Linked DNA regions of Gossypium hirsutum: region 1 is linked to region 2. The links are chromatin contacts, called in public Hi-C maps. All regions are on one chromosome and are shown on one strand. Each heading gives the region's core, a stretch centred on a gene start, on an enhancer-like site or on the middle of the called end of the contact. The rest is flanking DNA. Distances are from core to core; before and after follow the strand shown.

The links. Hi-C and Micro-C count contacts between places; a contact is called where the count stands out from the background.
Region 1: a contact with region 2 is called in a Hi-C map of leaf, with 3 times the contacts expected there. The contact joins the promoter of LOC121227982 here to the promoter of LOC107948485 in region 2. A contact is called at or near these places in 6 of 34 Hi-C or Micro-C datasets (all in leaf).

Annotation. Positions count from the first base shown.
Region 1 is chrA04:14,999,333-15,004,032 of Gossypium_hirsutum_v2.1, reverse strand. LOC121227982 reads right to left here and starts at 2,626. Exons shown (of 7, transcript XM_041110992.1): 1 at 2,096-2,626; 2 at 550-609; 3 at 215-463. The coding sequence starts at 2,546.
Region 2 is chrA04:14,804,399-14,809,361 of Gossypium_hirsutum_v2.1, reverse strand. LOC107948485 (pentatricopeptide repeat-containing protein At1g79080, chloroplastic) reads left to right here and starts at 1,805. Exons shown (of 1, transcript XM_041110990.1): 1 at 1,805-3,354. The coding sequence starts at 1,805. The coding sequence ends at 3,055. It overlaps LOC121227981 (pentatricopeptide repeat-containing protein At1g79080, chloroplastic-like), which reads left to right and starts at 1,352. Exons shown (of 1, transcript XM_041110991.1): 1 at 1,352-1,777. The coding sequence starts at 1,352. The coding sequence ends at 1,777.

The DNA of each region.
Region 1 (4,700 bases), core at 1,377-3,876, 190 kb before region 2:
AAACTAAAGATAATTAATTATGCTGCTAACAACCCAAAACAAACAAAGAACAGTCTAATATAATCAAATGAAATCATGGAAGGTGCTAAATGTGAGAAATCAGACAGTAGTGATGGAATAGGCATAAAAGTTTCATATGTAAGGCTCGCACTCAATGTTTTCTTTTGTATGCAGAAATTGCTTTGGCATTAAGAGCAAACAATTGATCATATACCTACTAGCAGATGCCCTGCTTCATGAACTAGAACCCGACGCCTATATGGAGGCCAATAACTAGAGATTTGAGCTAAACAGGTACCACCAAGGAAGAGAGAGTCTGTGAAGGCTAGCCCTAGTAAGATTGCAAGTTGAGGCCTGATATCAATTCCTTGTTGAAGTAGATAGGACACCCCACCAAGAAAACCAGCCAATACAACACTTGAGCTTCCAGAAAGACCCCACTTCTTTGGAGAAAATTTAGAAGCTGATATAAGAAAAAAAAAAAAAAAGTCCTCAGTTGAGATCATATATGACAAATTAGACCACTTCAGGAAATTAAAATAAATATACCTTCTAGGCCAGTAGAAGACTTCAACACAGAAGGTGTAACATCCCTAGAGCCATCCAAAACTGCAGAATGCAGGGAATTATTCGTGGACCATCTTAGTTATTTGGGAATAAAATTTTAGGTATTATAGATAAATGTATTGGAAGGGAAATGTCCTCATGTGGCTATCATTAGCCCTAGCAATATGATAATGCAGTTGGGATAAAATTGCTCAGATATCATCAGTAAGGACATTCCATTGAAGCATAATTGTACAGGGCAATGAGAACTGATGTATCATTTCCAAACCAAGAAACATAAGACAAAATTAAATATACATTAACATCTCATACATAACAATAACCACATCATTAAGATTGCATTTTGATAGTCAAGCATGAAAATAATTGCTAATTGAAAAGAACAACAGACTCGCAGTAAGATAAGCAAAAAAGTCATGAAATACTAATCTAACAGATCACCAGTGCCAATTAATGACATTCATAAAGCATAGCAGCATTAGAATCCTGGTATAAAGCATTGCTCTTTAGAAACAAGGAACCAAACAATGACTTGAAAACCAAGCCAACAAATACAAGACAGTCGAACTTGCTTTTCACTTTTAATTATATAAAAAACATCTATTTGACATAATATTCATTCATAAATAATATACCATACATCAATATGAAGAAGATGCAACACCAAATTATGCATATTCTCAAAAGGAGAAAATAAAAACTACCAAGAGCTCAAAGAGACATCAAACTATCTCCAACAAAAAGGATAGAAATTGGTTCTATGTTGCTGGTGAATCTTATAGCCCAAAGAGACACCAAACTTTTCAGGTAAAGTAAGCTAATGCCAATGGCTAAACTAACTGCACCACATTGTGCTTTATCTAGAAGAAATTATCTTAGCAACTCTCAGGCAATGATGTCAAAATCTACTTCAAATTATTTTATGATTACATGTATATTACTTGAACCAAGATATAATGGGCACTTTCAGGTGCAAGTTTGGATAGTATTTTGTGAATCTGAGTTTTCTTTATAAAAAACTGGTAACCCTTGAATCCTTTTGTGACTCTTGCACATATCCTTCTTTTTCTATTTTTGAATTAATGGTCCTTATATTGCCATATATTCATCACCGAGCTCACTTTCCTCTGATTTTATGAACATCTTTTGACCTACTCTCCAAAATGTTTTTTGCTTCTCTGAAAAAATGCATCTTTTGGTCGTTTAGTTACAAATTAAGTAACAAGCCTTAATTAATTCGAATATTTTCTCTTTTCATCTTGGGCCAAAACTAACACTAAAATCCTGAAAAGTATAAAATCATGTTCTTTTTTCCTATCACAAATATTCTAGCATGCAATTATGTTATCAACTGCATGAAAAATACATAAAAGAACTAAAAAGGAAAAAAAATTAGCACCAAGCATTCATAATTCAGCAAAATTCAGAAATCAAAATATCAAATCAGCATTCAAAAATTTCTAAAAATTCCAACATCGTTATCATCATCATCATAATTTTGAATGAATAGAGAAAGTAAATAATTTACCGATGCTACTGAATCTTCCGAAATTGGGTAAAAAACCTTTGGCCTTAAGGAACTCATAAGCCATGCCAACAAGTCTCATGTCATCAGCATTAAGGCAGGTATCCAAGACCTCCCAATCCCTCACAGACCCACCAAAAAAACCCAGATCGCCAATTCGTGACCGAGCTGACTGGGTGGATAAGGAACCATTTTCCTCAACAGAGTCGTCGCTATTGTCTTTTTCAATGGATATAAGGAAACTTAGAGCAGTAGCTAAGTCCTTCTTCTTCACTGCTTCCTCGTATTCTTGCCATTCCCTCAGAGCTCTTGGTGGGTGGTAATGGATGCTTTTTGGTGGTGGTGTTTGGAAGGAAATTGGATGACACTGAGAGAGAGGAAGCGAATGGGAAGTGACGAAGTGTGGGAAATTTTGGGTAAATGATAAAGAAGAAGGAGAAACAGAGAGAGCCATATGAATTAAAAATAAAATAAAATAAAAAATTGTTTTAAGAACAGTCGATGGACAAAAAATGGTAAATAAAAACAAAAGGAAGGCTCATTGTCAAATCCAAAATTACCATTATTATGTAATAGCAAAATAATGTTTTGGGATATTTATTATGTTTTCCCTGACATTTTCTTTTTGCCACTTGTTGAGATATTTGTTAGTAAAAGAAAAAGCAAGAATAAATGGAATGAATTTACAACTTTAAGATATACACTCACCTTTGGTTAATTATTACTATTTTTATTAAATTATAGAGTAAATATTTGAACATTATATTTTAAGTTTTTATATTTTTTATATATTTAAAATTTAGTATTGAGACTTTTACTTTTAAATATTTAGCCCTTTTAGTTTTCAAATTTAAAAATTTATATTCAATTGTTAAACATTATTAGATTCTACTGTAAAATTTGCAATTGTAATATTCTGAAATTAAAAAAGTACTCATTTAGCAACAATATAATAATAATAAAAATAGCATTGTGTTGGATTTGAATTTAACAAATAATTTTAATAGCATTAATAAATCTTAAACGTTACATAAACATTTTAACCAAAATAAAGTATTTGAGCTAACCAATGACATTTTGTTTTTTAAATATATTTTCTTGTCTTTTGTTAGAATGTATATATGGCAATAGGGTTAGTTGAAGAAGAGTGAGGGTGCTATTGGCTATAGCACTCAAGCTTTCCTCTTGTTGAGTGAGTGGTGGCTATAGCCCCCCGACTATTTCCTAAAGTGTAGGTTGCGGTGGCTATAGCCCCCCGAGCATTCTCCTATAGTTATTAGTTAATTACAGTACTCATAGCATTATGGTTTGTACAGTATTTGAATTTCCTATACCATTATGGGTGGTGAAGCAGAGCGAGAGGCGGCCCTCACCCCAAGGGGTTTACAATTATACCCATTGAGTTTCCTCTATTAAACCCATGACCTTAGCAACAGTATACTACCAATTCCCTTACCTTAAAGGAGCTATATAACAGTGCGAATGAATCTATCAAATGAATTACTCGCTAAGGACAAAAAAGCCCCTTAAGTGGCATCATATGATTCTACTTAAGGGAATCCCATATTGATTGGTTTAAAAAGGGAAATAGCACATTTTTTTAGTCAATTGAAAAGGATTTGTGAGCAAAGGCATGAAGAAGCCTAGCCTCAAGTAATACGTGAAGCTCAGACGACTAAGAAAAGAATGTTACCCCTATATACCTACCTCGAGGAGGCTTATCGATTTAACACTAGGAACAACATGGGTTGTAACAACAATTAAAGAAAGTATTGTACAAACCATAATGGTATAGAGTATTATAATTAACCAATAATTGCAAGAGAACGTTCGAGGGGCTATAGCCACTACGACCTACACTTTAGGAAATGATCGAGGGGCTATAGCCACCACTCACTCAACAAGAAGAACGCTCGGGTGCTATAGCCAATAGAGCCCTCACTCTTCTTCGACTAAGCTTGTTACCATATATACATTCTAACAAAAGACAAGAAAAGATATTTAGAAAACAACTCCCCCTCCCCCGCCTTCCGTAAGGGGTGATAAAAAATTAATGTACCAAATCATGTCAAAAAATTGAAGTATAAGAATTGAATCTTAAACTTGAGGGTAACACAAGGATCAAACTTAAAAATTGACCATTATTATATAATATAAAATTTGAGTGTAGCAAAAGGACTAAAATTAAAATTGTATCATTTCCCTATAAAATGCAAAAAGAAAAAAATAAGAGAATATTCTATATGTCAGCATAGGGAAGGTTTAATATTCCTTTTATATATAGGTACTAGTATGATTCCTATGCTTCACGTTGAGTTGGTTATTTGTTTGTACCAAATTGTAGAGTACAAATTTGAAGGCTAAAATATATTCTAATCCTACTTTTATTTTTAAAAATTTAGATCCTATATTTTTTAGGTTTAAAAATATAGGTTCAATTGTTACCACTATTAAAATTCTTCTATTTAATTTATTGGTGTAACATTTTGAAATATAAAAAAAAACACTTGCTAATCATGTAAAAATAAAAATAAGATTGAAAATGTTTATATCGATATTTTCTTAAAAAATTCATTCAAACTTGTCATAATAAAATAATAGACAATAT
Region 2 (4,963 bases), core at 556-3,055:
ATAATTTGTGTTTGTCCAAATGGTTGTGTCGAGATGAAGGCTTGTGCGTGACCTTCCAGTTTGAGGTGGCATTTCAGCTTGTCATGTGTCCTTATACGGATGGGGATATAATAATTTTTAATCGATTTGGTTTGAATTATTGACATAGAAATATAACACAATAATTACATTAAATTAATTTTTAATAGATTAATAAAGAATTAAGGAAATCTTAGTACCAAGATTAGTAATAAACTCTATCAAGATAAATTGGGTGAAGATAATAATAATTAGTTAATTCATTGGATAAAATTGTAATACTAGTGTTTTATTATTGATTAATTTTTTAAATTTTATTTACTAATTTAAATTTCAAAAAACAATTGTTATTGATTTATTTGAATAAATTATAGAGTAATAGTTGGTGATTAGTGTTATAATTAATAATAGCTTCCTAGGGGAACAATCTTTTTATATTACTTGTTACTATACTTAAACTTACATGTGTGATTGTCACACGCGAAATCTTTGAATTGTAAATTAGAGTATTTTGACAAAATGGGATTGGAATGGAACTTGGTAAACACGTTTATTACGCATGTTTTTGGTATGGCTATAATTTTAGCCCTTCCTTGCGAATAACCTCGCATGTAGGGAGCCGTCTATGTTGCTTTACAAGCTTGCCAGTTTGTGAGCTCGCTAATTAGAGAGTTCGTCAATCTGCAAGCTCGTTAGTTTCTGAGCTCGTCAGTTTACCTTAACACCTCGCGATGTGTGTTACAAATTTCAAGGCACGTGTTAAGTTTAAGGAAGGGAAATGTTTTACCGTGCTTGGCTCGTAGAAGCCGTCGATTATAACAATGGTTAGTGTATATGAACTCTGTTTGGTTAAAGAATATTTTAGTCTAAATTTTACTTCATTAAATACCTAAAAATTAATATCACAACTCAATACCGGGAAGCTTGGCTTTAAAAAAGCATTAACATTGCAGGAAGTTCGGGAAAGCAGCGCGTGGCTATCATACTAGTAAACAGCGCGTAGGTAGGTAAAAAAAATTGTCCACCAGCTGCAGTTGGATAACGAGGGAAAGAGCAGTGGATGGCAATGGGCAGGCGACGAGGTGAGTCTCTGCCCTTGCCCTCTAGCCAGAGTAAAAGAAGCTCTCCTCACTGAAGAAAAGCCACCCAACAATCTTCATTTCAAGGCCCACTCCACCAAGTTATATGTATGTTCATCCTTCTTATTCTCTTCAGTTTCTCTTAGAAAATATTTGCTGAACTTAGACTCATCTCTTTCTGTTTTCCTTTTCACTACTCAACAGGAATTGAATTAATCTTTCTGTCATACTTTTTTTCTTTGTTTTTGTAATCCATGGCAACTTTAATCAACTCTATATCTTTTTTGACAAACCCGTCACCTGAAACGACAAGGAGACCATCTGGTTTCTTTTACCAAATCGCGAACCTTCATTATTTTTCACTCAGCAAGGGCTTTTCCAAGGTTTTAGCCACTACCCAGATCACAATTTCTCCTAAAGATTCTGTTTTTACTTTACCCAACTGGAAGACTGGGAAGAGTGACAGTAAAAGTAGGGAACTTAGGCTTAGCGATGCATATTTTCACATGGAATATATGGTGGGGAAGGGACAGAAGCCTGATGTAGTTCAAGCTACTCAGCTGTTGTATGATTTGTGCAAGGTTAATAAGATGAAAAAGTCTATTAGAGTGATGGAGATGATGGTTGATTCTGGTATCATACCTGATGCAGCTTCGTATACATTCTTGGTGAATCATTAGTGCAAGCGAGGAAATGTTGGGCATGCAATGCAGTTAGTGGAAAAAATGGAGGCTCATGGTTATCCAACTAATACTGTTACTTATAACTCTTTAGTTAGAGGTCTTTGTATGCATGGAAACTTGAAGCAAAGCTTGCAGCTTTTGGATAGGTTAATACAAAAAGGACTAGTTCCCAATGAATTCACTTATTCTTTCTTGCTTGAAGCTGCTTATAAGGAAAAAGGTGTAAATGAAGCAACGAAGCTTTTGGATGAGATCATTGCCAAAGGTGGGAAGCCTAATTTGGTTAGTTACAATGTTTTGTTGACTGGGTTGTGCAAGGAAGGGAGGACTGATGAAGCTATTAGGTTCTTCAGAGATTTGCCTGCTAAAGGATTTAATCCAAATGTTGTGAGCTATAACATTGTGTTAAGGAATTTGTGTTACGAGGGACGGTGGAAAGAAGCAAATGAGCTTTTGGCGGAGATGGATGGTGACGACCGTTCTCCTTCTGTAGTTACTTACAATATTTTGATTGGTTCTCTTGCCCTCCATGGCAGGACTTACCATGCTATGGATGTTTTAGATGAAATGATTAGAGGACGTTTTAAAGTCAGTGCTACAAGTTATAACCCAATAATCGCTCAACTTTGCCAAGAGGAGAAGGTGGATCTTGTGGTTAAGTGTCTAGACCAGATGATCTATAGACGCTGTAAACCTAATGAAGGAACATATAATGCTATTGCTGTGCTGTGTGAGCAGGGAATGGTGCAAGAGGCATTCTCCATATTTCAAAGCCTTGCGAGCAAACAAAGTTCCTCTCCTAATGATTTCTACAAGAGTGTAATTTCTAGTTTATGCAGAAAAGGGAACACATATCCAGCATTTCAGCTTTTATATGAAATGACCAAGTCTGGCTTCACTCCGGACTCGTACACTTATTCCTCACTAATCAGAGGATTGTGCTTGGAGGGAATGCTGCAAGCAGCAATGCAGATTTTCATAGTAATGGAAGAAAGTAACTTTAAGCCTGATGTTGACAATTTCAATGCCCTTATATTGGGATTCTGCAAATCCCACAGAACTGATCTCTCCTTGAAGGTTTTCGAGATGTTGATAGAGAAAGGCTATATGCCTAACGAGACAACGTATACCATACTTGTGGAAGGGATTGCTCATGAAGGACAAATGGAGCTGGCAGCACAAGTATTGAAGGAGCTGCATATGAGAGAAGTTGTTAGTCAACATGTAGAAAGGCTTATAATGCAGTACAACCTTTCTGCCATTGATAACTTTTGATTTTCGGAGTGCAAAACACGTAGGAAAATGGAAGAAATCGAAAGATTATCGATCTGTGATTTTGATTCTGATCTGACTGATAAATATAAATTTTGTTATGAAGAAATGGCTTTGAGATCATTTGGCAGTGGTCCAATTATTTGGAAGGTGGAATGAAGATGAATCTAGTTCAAGCACAAGGACTCAAATTTGTGGCACTTTTATTTGAATAAGCTGGTTATTGTTTTTGTTGTAAATCCTTTATTACATGTAGAACACTTTTAATTATGTATTAATGGCTGATATTACATTATTTATTATCCCCCTCTTCAACAAGCATCGAACAAAGGACTCATTTTGAAAACTTTTTTTTTTTACTCATCATACTATGTTTTTTAAGGGTTTTTTTTTTTACTCAATTTGAATATCAATGTTTTCAAGTACGTTTTATCCTCGATAAAACCCGCAAGGATGGTATCTCCTGGTCTTTTACTCCATACCAAATAATTATGTTGGATTTGGAAGGATGTAATGATAACCCAGATCGAATCGAGAACTGCTGACATACCTGATCTGATGACTATGCCATTTCAACTAATAATCTAACCAGTCGAAGGCCATTTCAACAATCTCATAAATGCTAGAGGATATAAGGAAACAATCTATCTCGCATATTATAGACCATATAAGAAGAACAAAAGTTTCAATTTCAAACATTTAGGATGTTAAGATAACTGCTTACACAGATCAAACCACAAATCCCCAACATAATATCTAATAGTACTAGACAAACATCTCAAACAGTCTTAAAACTTTAACCGAGATATAGAAGACAAAACAGATAAGGTTGCCTGAAAATACCCTTCAATCTTCACAACTTCATGCAACATATGCAGGATAATTATGAAGACAAGGGATTGTCAGGGCAAAACTAATTCAGTCCAAGGCGCATCTACTTGGATCTCTGTCTCATCTTTCGGCGCTTCCTCTTCAGCCTCCTCATACGCTTCTTCTTCCACTGAAAAGCATAAGATAGTTGAGCATTTAGTTTCAAATCACTCCCTCACAAAATAATTCCAAACTGTTACCATGTCCATTTTGTTCAAATAGCCAAGAAATTAATTAGGGAAAGCTAGAACAAGAATGTATATCAACCAGATAAAACTTTTTGTTCAAGGGAATTGAACAAAGTTATATTTGAATCACCAGAAGAGTCAAAATAATGCTCAAGGGAAGAATTTGTTCAAGATTTTTAGCTTGAATAGCATATCATATTACATTCATTTCCCCACCCCAAACTAGCACCAAAGCTAACAAATTAATTTTCCTCAATAGCATTTCATCTCAGTCACTTTGCAAGTTAACATCTAAAGGAAAGAGGAAAAAAGGCTAAAAAGCTAACCGAAATATAAGCACTTTCCAAATTGATAACCCATATAGTTGCATGTTAACACATAATTCACTTACGCTTAAGGCTTCTCTCACCAGCTTTACTCATTTTTCAGTCTCAACACAATAATCTCTCAAATTCACCCAGTTCCCTTTATTTTCTTTATTTACTTTACCACATTGATTACGATCGGTTAACTAAAAGGAAACATAGCTAAAAGTGCAAAAGCAATTAAAACTAAAGAATTTGGATTAATCAGATTGTAATCAAATTTATCCTAGGCTCTATCATTCATTACAACCAATATCACAAATATTCCTGCCCTTCAATGCCCGCTTTTTCGTTTTCGAAAACAGATCATACATCATAAAACCCCTAAGTTCTACGAAATAATAAGTAAAAACAAATTAATTTCTAAACGCAAAAGGGATTTATATATTTGAAGAAGAAAATAAGAAAGAAGAATAAAAAAAAAATCATGAAAATGAGAAATTAGAGGAAAGTACCTTGGCTCTCATCTCGGTTAGCGCTTTGTACTC